2 separate regions of the Arachis hypogaea genome follow, and region 1 is linked to region 2. The links are chromatin contacts, called in public Hi-C maps. All regions are on one chromosome and are shown on one strand. Each heading gives the region's core, a stretch centred on a gene start, on an enhancer-like site or on the middle of the called end of the contact. The rest is flanking DNA. Distances are from core to core; before and after follow the strand shown. Region 1 holds the start of LOC112711319 (protein PIN-LIKES 3). Region 2 overlaps LOC112711314 (TNF receptor-associated factor homolog 1b).

The links. A called contact is a pair of places that touch in the nucleus more often than the background predicts.
Region 1: a Hi-C map of leaf shows a contact between it and region 2, with 3 times the contacts expected there. The contact joins the promoter of LOC112711319 here to the enhancer-like site in region 2. A contact is called at or near these places in 2 of 8 Hi-C or Micro-C datasets (both in leaf).

Annotation. Positions count from the first base shown.
Region 1 is chr9:100,584,082-100,588,128 of arahy.Tifrunner.gnm2.J5K5, forward strand. It overlaps LOC112711319 (protein PIN-LIKES 3), which reads left to right and starts at 2,155. Exons shown (of 10, transcript XM_025763949.2): 1 at 2,155-2,459; 2 at 2,741-2,820; 3 at 2,922-3,046; 4 at 3,215-3,336; 5 at 3,450-3,638; 6 at 3,907-3,999. The coding sequence starts at 2,325.
Region 2 is chr9:100,271,991-100,275,586 of arahy.Tifrunner.gnm2.J5K5, forward strand. LOC112711314 (TNF receptor-associated factor homolog 1b) reads left to right here. Exons shown (of 13, transcript XM_025763941.3): 13 at 1-1,164. The coding sequence ends at 921. Among protein-coding and RNA genes, the nearest start is that of LOC112711314, 12 kb to the left of the region's middle. Within about 2 kb of position 1,516, at least 1 of the 3 cell types and tissues checked has open chromatin away from gene starts, as enhancers often do.

The sequences.
Region 1 (4,047 bases), core at 905-3,404, 310 kb after region 2:
CACCCTGCAGTCATGGAGCACATGGAACAAAGATTCAAGGGATACACCACAAATGGTACAACTGTCTTCCTCCATCATATGTCTTCTGGCGCATTCTGCATTGGTTAAAAGGGCTTAGTGCACTACGAACTAGAGAAAGACCATAGCCGTTGTGAAGCCTCCAACTTCCATATTTTATAGAATATGGAAGCATTTGATTCATCTGCATGCCCCAAAAAGATAGCACAAGTCGACTTTATGGAGAAGACACTACTCGATACCAGAAGCCAAACCAAACTATCGACTCTTAACCCAAGCTCAGAAGATTTAATAGAAGCAAAACTAGAATACCAATCATCTCCCAGCATAGTACCAATACAGTCATAGTCCCAATAAAAATTAATAACAAACTTGTAAATTCTCTCTTTCAGCACTTCTGGCTGAGCAAAATTCATAAATTTATGAAAATCTGGTATTCATTGGTCGGTCTAAAAATTAATCTTACTATGGGATCCGACCCTCCATATGAGATTATTCTAAAAATTCTTTCAAATCCTTTGGATGCCTTGCCAAGAATTCGAAACTGTTTTGATCTTTTTAACAACAAGAAGAGTAGCCTTATCCATCCATATTTACTTCAAAGAATTTTAACCCAAAGATCTCTATTATGGACAAGTTTTCAGGCTAATTTCATCAAATTTGCATTATTAAGAACTCACACATACATGTCTAAAGTCGAGACCTTCTTGCGCCTTAGGCGAACAAAGAGTTTTCCATTCAAAAAGATGAGGCTTTCTAACCAAATAAGCCCCCCCAAACAAAATTGCGACATATGCTGTCAATTTGATCACAAATACTCAAAGACAATTTTATGGTTTGCATTACATAAGATGGGATAGTTGATAGAGTCGTTTGAGTAAGAGCAACTCTACCTGCCAAAGAAACGTTGCGGGCTTTTCAAGAGTCAAGGCGTTTCGATATTCTGTCAAGAATGAATAAATACATTTAAATATATCATTATTATAAAATTAATTCATAATTTTATATTTATATTTTTGGTATTTTTTATTCTCATTTATTTTTCTAAGTCCAAGTTTAAATTTGGCACATCTCCTTACTAGGTATATTCAAATATATCATGATTATAAAATCAATTTATATTTTTGATATTTCTCATTCTTATTCTTTTTTTTAATTTTTTCTTTAATTATTTGCAATCCAAAAATCACCGTATGAGAAGATAAAGTATGACAACTAAAGCAAATATATAAATAGAAGCAACAAATGAAGATATAGTTTTGTATAACTCTAATATAAAAGGCCTATGCCTTTTTTAAAAATAAATGAATTCAAATTTTAAAATAATAAGCTATATTTTAATTTATATTATATTTTAGTTGAATAATTATATGGAATTATATACTAATTATCAAATAAATATTTTGTAAAATATTTTTAGTATAAAACAATTAAAATTTAACATTAGTTTATATATTATCTAACCAATCTCTAAATAATATAACACTTATTATAATACATTATGTAGTATAATTAATTTACTTCTCTGCACATCGCGCGGGTCTCACTCTGGTTAGTATTATTGGTATTACCTTTTCAACCAGTTCCATAATATCATTCTACTATCAGTGAGTGTAAAGAATAAACCCCTTTACATAAACAAAATTATATGTATCGAAATTTGAATAAGATAAAAATAAAAGAGTGAGACTTATCCTATCTCATTTTAATTTTCTAATGTAATAGTTAAGAAAATTATTCTACTTCACTTTTTCACATCCAAATTTTTCAAGAAACTCAGAAATTTAGATATGTTTATAGTTTTATACCTCTTAATTTAGAGGTTTTTATATCTTAGTTTTAAAACCCTAATTCATAAGTTCATTGGGGCAAAATAGACTAAATCATAATTGAATCTAAAATAATAAAAGTAAAATAAACATAAAATAAATACTAATAAAGTTATATATATTTAATTCAACTTAACTTACAGAGAATTTTCAATGCAATTTGAAAATAGTAAAAAGTTTGATTTTCCATAATTGTTAACCAGTGTCTTAGTCAATTCTTAATGCATATTTTGAACAAATAATTTAGTCATGTTTACAAAATTTTTTTTTATTCTCTTAAATGCTGTTCTTGTAATTAAAACAATTGGCATATGGTACTTCTCATTTTGTCCCATAAAACTTGTATCAAGAAATGTCTTTTTCCAAAAGATGAAATTGTTTTGATTCTCCTAGAACTATAATTTGGACCACCCTGATAATTAAGAAGGATATACACTTTTTTTAGAGTAAGTAATTAATTAAGGAAAGAAGAGTAGAATGGAGCTGTGGAAGCTGTTCATGACTGCATTAATGCCGGTTCTTAAGCTGATAATCATCACTGCTGTAGGAGCATTTCTTGCTCTTGATCGCTTTAATTTGTTGAGAGACAATGCTAGAAAGCATTTGAATGCAGTAAGTTATTTTATTTATTTTATTTATTTTCTAAATACTTTATTTAAACTAATTTGTAAGAGACATCTTTCTTGATTCCAAGGAATGTCTTTTTCAAAATTGGAACAAATGATGTTAATTCATTAGTTCATCAGAGTCACAAAGCAAGAAACATATCATCAACTATGATGTTCTAGCTTCATTCTCACAACTCTTGCTGCTCAAAAATCAATACAATCAATGAGACAACTACCTTAATTATTTCGCTGTTCAACACTTAATGATGTTTTTCTTTTTTTCAGTTGGTATATTATGTGTTCATTCCAGCTCTTATATGCAGCATCCTGACAAAATCTATAACATTTAGGAGCCTGGTTATGCTGTATGTTGTTTTCTTCCTCCTCTGCATTTTCTTTTGGTTTTGCATTTAAACCATTCATGAATTGCTTCTCCTAAGATTCTTTCACTGTATGAATCATGCAGGTGGTTCATGCCAATGAACATTCTTCTGACATTCATCGCAGGGTCGGCTTTAGGATGGTTACTTATGAAAGTAACCAAAGCTCCTCATAATTTGCAAGGCCTTGTTTTAGGCTGCTGTGCTGGAGGTAGCTTAAATTAGCCAAGTCCAATTCAATATAATACAATTTTGGTTGATCATAAAGAAGGATGTGGATTTTTTCGACGAATTTGATTTGTAAAGTTCCGCGCAGAGTTCATCATTCATGAAGTTTTTCTCTTCTCATTAATTTGAGTTTGTTGTAATTTGTAAACAGGAAATCTTGGAAACTTGCCTCTGATTGTAATTCCTTCAGTTTGTAAACAAAGCAGTAGTCCTTTTGGAGATGTAGATGTTTGTTATCAAAAAGCAATGGCTTATGTTACTCTTTCTTTGGCTGTAAGACAATTTAGTATTTGAAAATTTAATTATGTTCATATATCATTAGAGAAAATTTTGACAACAGTTAATTAAGATTTTTTTTAATGTTTTATTTCATTATGATGTACCAGGTTGGATGCATGTACTTTTGGACTATTGTGTACAGCATAGTGAGAGCATATTCATGCAAGGTTTCTAGTGTCGGAAATGTTGATGATTCCACATCATATCCATTGGAATTAATAGAATCAGATCCTGAAAACCATACAAAACCTTCAAATGGATTAGTTGTTACTTTAGAGGAAAAAACAACTCCTGATGTAAGAGCAGAGGTTTATTCATTGTTCTAGTAGATATATATACACTTTGCGCACTTTTCGATATCTTCATTGAACTATTTAGGGTGCGACTGGTTTGCGTTTTTATTTTCTGATGTAATTTTATTGTTTTTATTATTTTCTCTTTTTCTTTTACAAAATTTTCTGAAGACAGAAACGCAAATCAAATACACCCTATATTTATCAGCAAATTGTTTTATGAAGTGACTAAATAGAAGGTCTCAAATTTTTTTCGTCCATTTTTGTACAGGTAGGCAATCATACAAAGCTTATGGAAACATTGAAGAAATTAGTAGTAAAGCTCAATTTGAACATCCTATTAACTCCTGCAACAATTGCAGTGGTATGCCAATATTTCTTCTGAATTTTTCATCCCTATATCCTTATTGTT
Region 2 (3,596 bases), core at 266-2,765:
GCTACTCACAGTTATGTTCCTCAATCCTACAGAAATGCTATAATAGGGAACCCAGTGACTTCAACAGCTGCCAATCTGACCCATTCCAGTTCCTCTAGTTCCACAGTGAAACAATCTTCTGGGTTTTCTCAACCGCCCTCCATGGTATCATCACCAATATTTTTACCCCAGGGCTCTGATAGAATGGGCACTAGTGCTGGCCAGACAGGTTTGCCCTTTGGCATGGTTAAACGCGATGTATTACATAATGGTCCCCAGTGGATGGAAAATTCTCAAAGCGAAACAAGCAGAAGCATGCACTATGACCAACCTTCCGGGCTTAATGACATTCAAAACCATGACTTGTACAGGCCAGTGCACAGTAGATCTATGGGTGATATCTTGACTGAGTTCCCTGCTTGCACATCTGGCCGTCAGAACCAAGGGTTGTTAGTGGATGAGTTCCCGCATCTTGATATCATAAATGACCTGCTTGATGATGAAACTGGTGTTGGAAAGTCGGCAAAGGCGAGTTCAACATTCCAGTCTCTTAATAGTGGGCCACACTTGCTTAATCGACAGTTCAGTTATCCTGGGGACTTGGGTGCAGATGATGAGTTTGGATCCTCAACCAGTTCTTGCAGGTTCGAGCGTTCGCTGAGTTTCCATCATCATGATCACGGATTTCAAGGAGGTTATAGGTCGTCTAATGGGCATTTCGATTCAATGAGAGATTATGTTCCACAAATGAGTACTTCTTACGTCAATGGGCAGGTTGACGGGGTGATGCCTAACCAGTGGCAGGTGGGCGGATCTGATCTGCTATATCTAGGTATGAGGAACTCGGATAATGATGGTTACTCGTACTATCCAGATTACTCAAATGTGGCATCTGGTATCAATGGTTATTCCATATTCCGGCCGTCAAATGGTCCTACTTAGAGAGGGAAAAGAGGATGGAGAGTGTCCAGAAATGAGTGGTCACCATCCAAATGGAATAATGTATTTGGGGGGATTTGTTGGTTCTCTTTTTAGATTGGAGTGAGGTTGTGATCACTTCATAAGCAAAAACATCTTGTAAAGAGTGTTTCGGTTATTTGTTTCCAGCTTTTGTTTATGAAATTCATACGTGTCTTGGTTATCTGGGATTTATCATTTATGGATGAATCATTATGAGGTTTTTTACCTTCGGAGTTCGGAGTACATTGGTCATAGTAAAACTAAACAGCGGGAACCATGCATCTCCACGTCCACGTTTTAGACGCATGCTTTCATAGTAATTAACTCGGGTTTTGCTAACTGGTGCCACAATAGAACTCCGTAAAATCAAATTACTAGTTAAAAGACTAATAATGGTAATTGTGATATATATATATATATATATATATATATATATATATATATATATATATATATATATATATATATTGGTCAAGTGGATTGGACAGTCCCTAATTTTAGACATTACACCCATGCATTATACACTCATCCAATCCACTCACATACACTACATGGGAGTATACACAAATGGTTCAATATTTCTCCAAGAGGATTTGAATCCGGTGCAGCTCTATGGGAGGGAAACAAGATTGCCATCTGACCCAGGCCTTGGCTGCTGAGATATATTTTCTAAACACAAAAAAAGTCATGCTCAATAATTTGTATTGTTTGGCAGGGTAATGACTTATTGAAGAGTTGTATTTTATTAAAAGGTCGTGACTTATTGAAGAACTTTATTTTCTCAAAGGAATGTTTCTTTTTATGAATATACTAAATACATGAACTCAGTATCTATAAATATGACATCAGACTAGCAAAACAGAATATAACAATTTATCTTCAAATTTCAAATCTTGAAGGAAGAAACTATGCTAAAGAAGATTAAGGTACAACAAGAATAAGGAATAAGAAATAAGTGATCAGGAGTTGCTAGGACTTAGGAGTATAGGTTTTTTTCTTTTTTTTTTTGTGTTTTTTGGGTTTTAAAATATTAGAATCATTTAGATGACTTTACCAAAAGGTTGAATGGGTGAAATTTTTTTGAGTGCTCTAGGAATTGCACGTGATTGGTTTTTTGTAGTTGTAGGCATCTATTTCTATCTTAACACACTCTTTGTATACATAAGAAAGAATAAAAAATATCATTTTGTCAAACATCATTAGTGTTAAATACTTAAATTTAACTGTATGAGTACAAAAAAGGTCAAATATTTTTTATTATATTTTACAGAAAATTTGTCAGTAATTCATTTTATACATCATAATTGGATTGATTGGGGTAGATTAATCAATAATCCATTTTACACATCATAATTGAATTGGTGAGAGTAAATTAAACTTAAAAAAGTGTCTCTAACACACACCTTAAAAAGTTTACACAAACGCTTTAAAAAATTAGGTTGTTATATTCTCCATTTTTTTTTGTTACAAATTGTTACATGATTCTCATCTCGTAAAATTTTAACAAATCTCAAGTTTTCAATCTAGGATGCTCACAATAATCTTGATCAATTCCATATTTTTAGTCTGAGTAAACAGTTTAATTAAGTTCTTTTTTAAAAATAGCTTAAACAATAAATCACTATAATAAAGATAATTTATAAATGAGTTATTTTATATTTAAATTTTTAATTTTAAAAGTATTTATTTTAAAAAAATGTGATAAATTTTTTTTTTATGAAAAAAGTCATTTTTTTAAATTTTTTATAAGTTTTTAAATAATTTATTATAAAATTATAATTTAATTTTAAAAATTATACTTAAATATTAATACTATTATTTTTTATAAGTTAAAAATTAAAAAAAAATTACTTTTGAAGGTCCAAACGAACTATGAAAAGGACATTGATATGACATATGTTGTTGATAACACCGTCATCCCACGTTACAAATTGTACATTAGATAGTGCTTAATGCACTATGATCTTCTGTCTAAATTAGCCTCCGAGTCTTCTTGGATTATTCAAATTTCAAAGTCACTGTCTTTGCTTATTTATGACTATCGGCATTCAAAGCGCACTTAAATGACTCAGAACCTTGTCATCAATTCTATTTCCGACCATTTAAGCACCTAGACTTGACATTTTATTTTCTTGCGTGATCTAAGGTTCAGCTAGCTAAGGTTTTTTAAAAGATGTTTGTAATTTTGAAATCTACAAGTATTTTATTTTGTATTTGTCTATTTGATATAAAAAATATTTATTCATATTTTGTTCTTTTAAAAAGTTAGAGGTATTTATTTTAAAAGATATTATAAAAATTTAAATAAGTTTTTATTTTTTAAAGTTAAAAAATTAATATAATTTTATAATTAATAGATATCTATATTAATTCTTATTTTTATTATATTTATGCATTTTAAATTATTTTAAATGTTAAAAATAGTTTTATTAAATATTATTTTTATAGTTTATACTTATTAAAAGTAATTTATTTTTTATTTACCGAATATAGCTGTTATAACTTTCAAAAAATTATTTTTAACAAGTTAAATTTAATTAAACTAATTTTAAAATTTAAGTTTTTTGTCAGTCCAGACCAAAGTTCTTCAATTTATTGTTTCCAAAAAAAAAAACTAATATATTCATTTTAAGAATATCAATCTATTTTATTCTTAT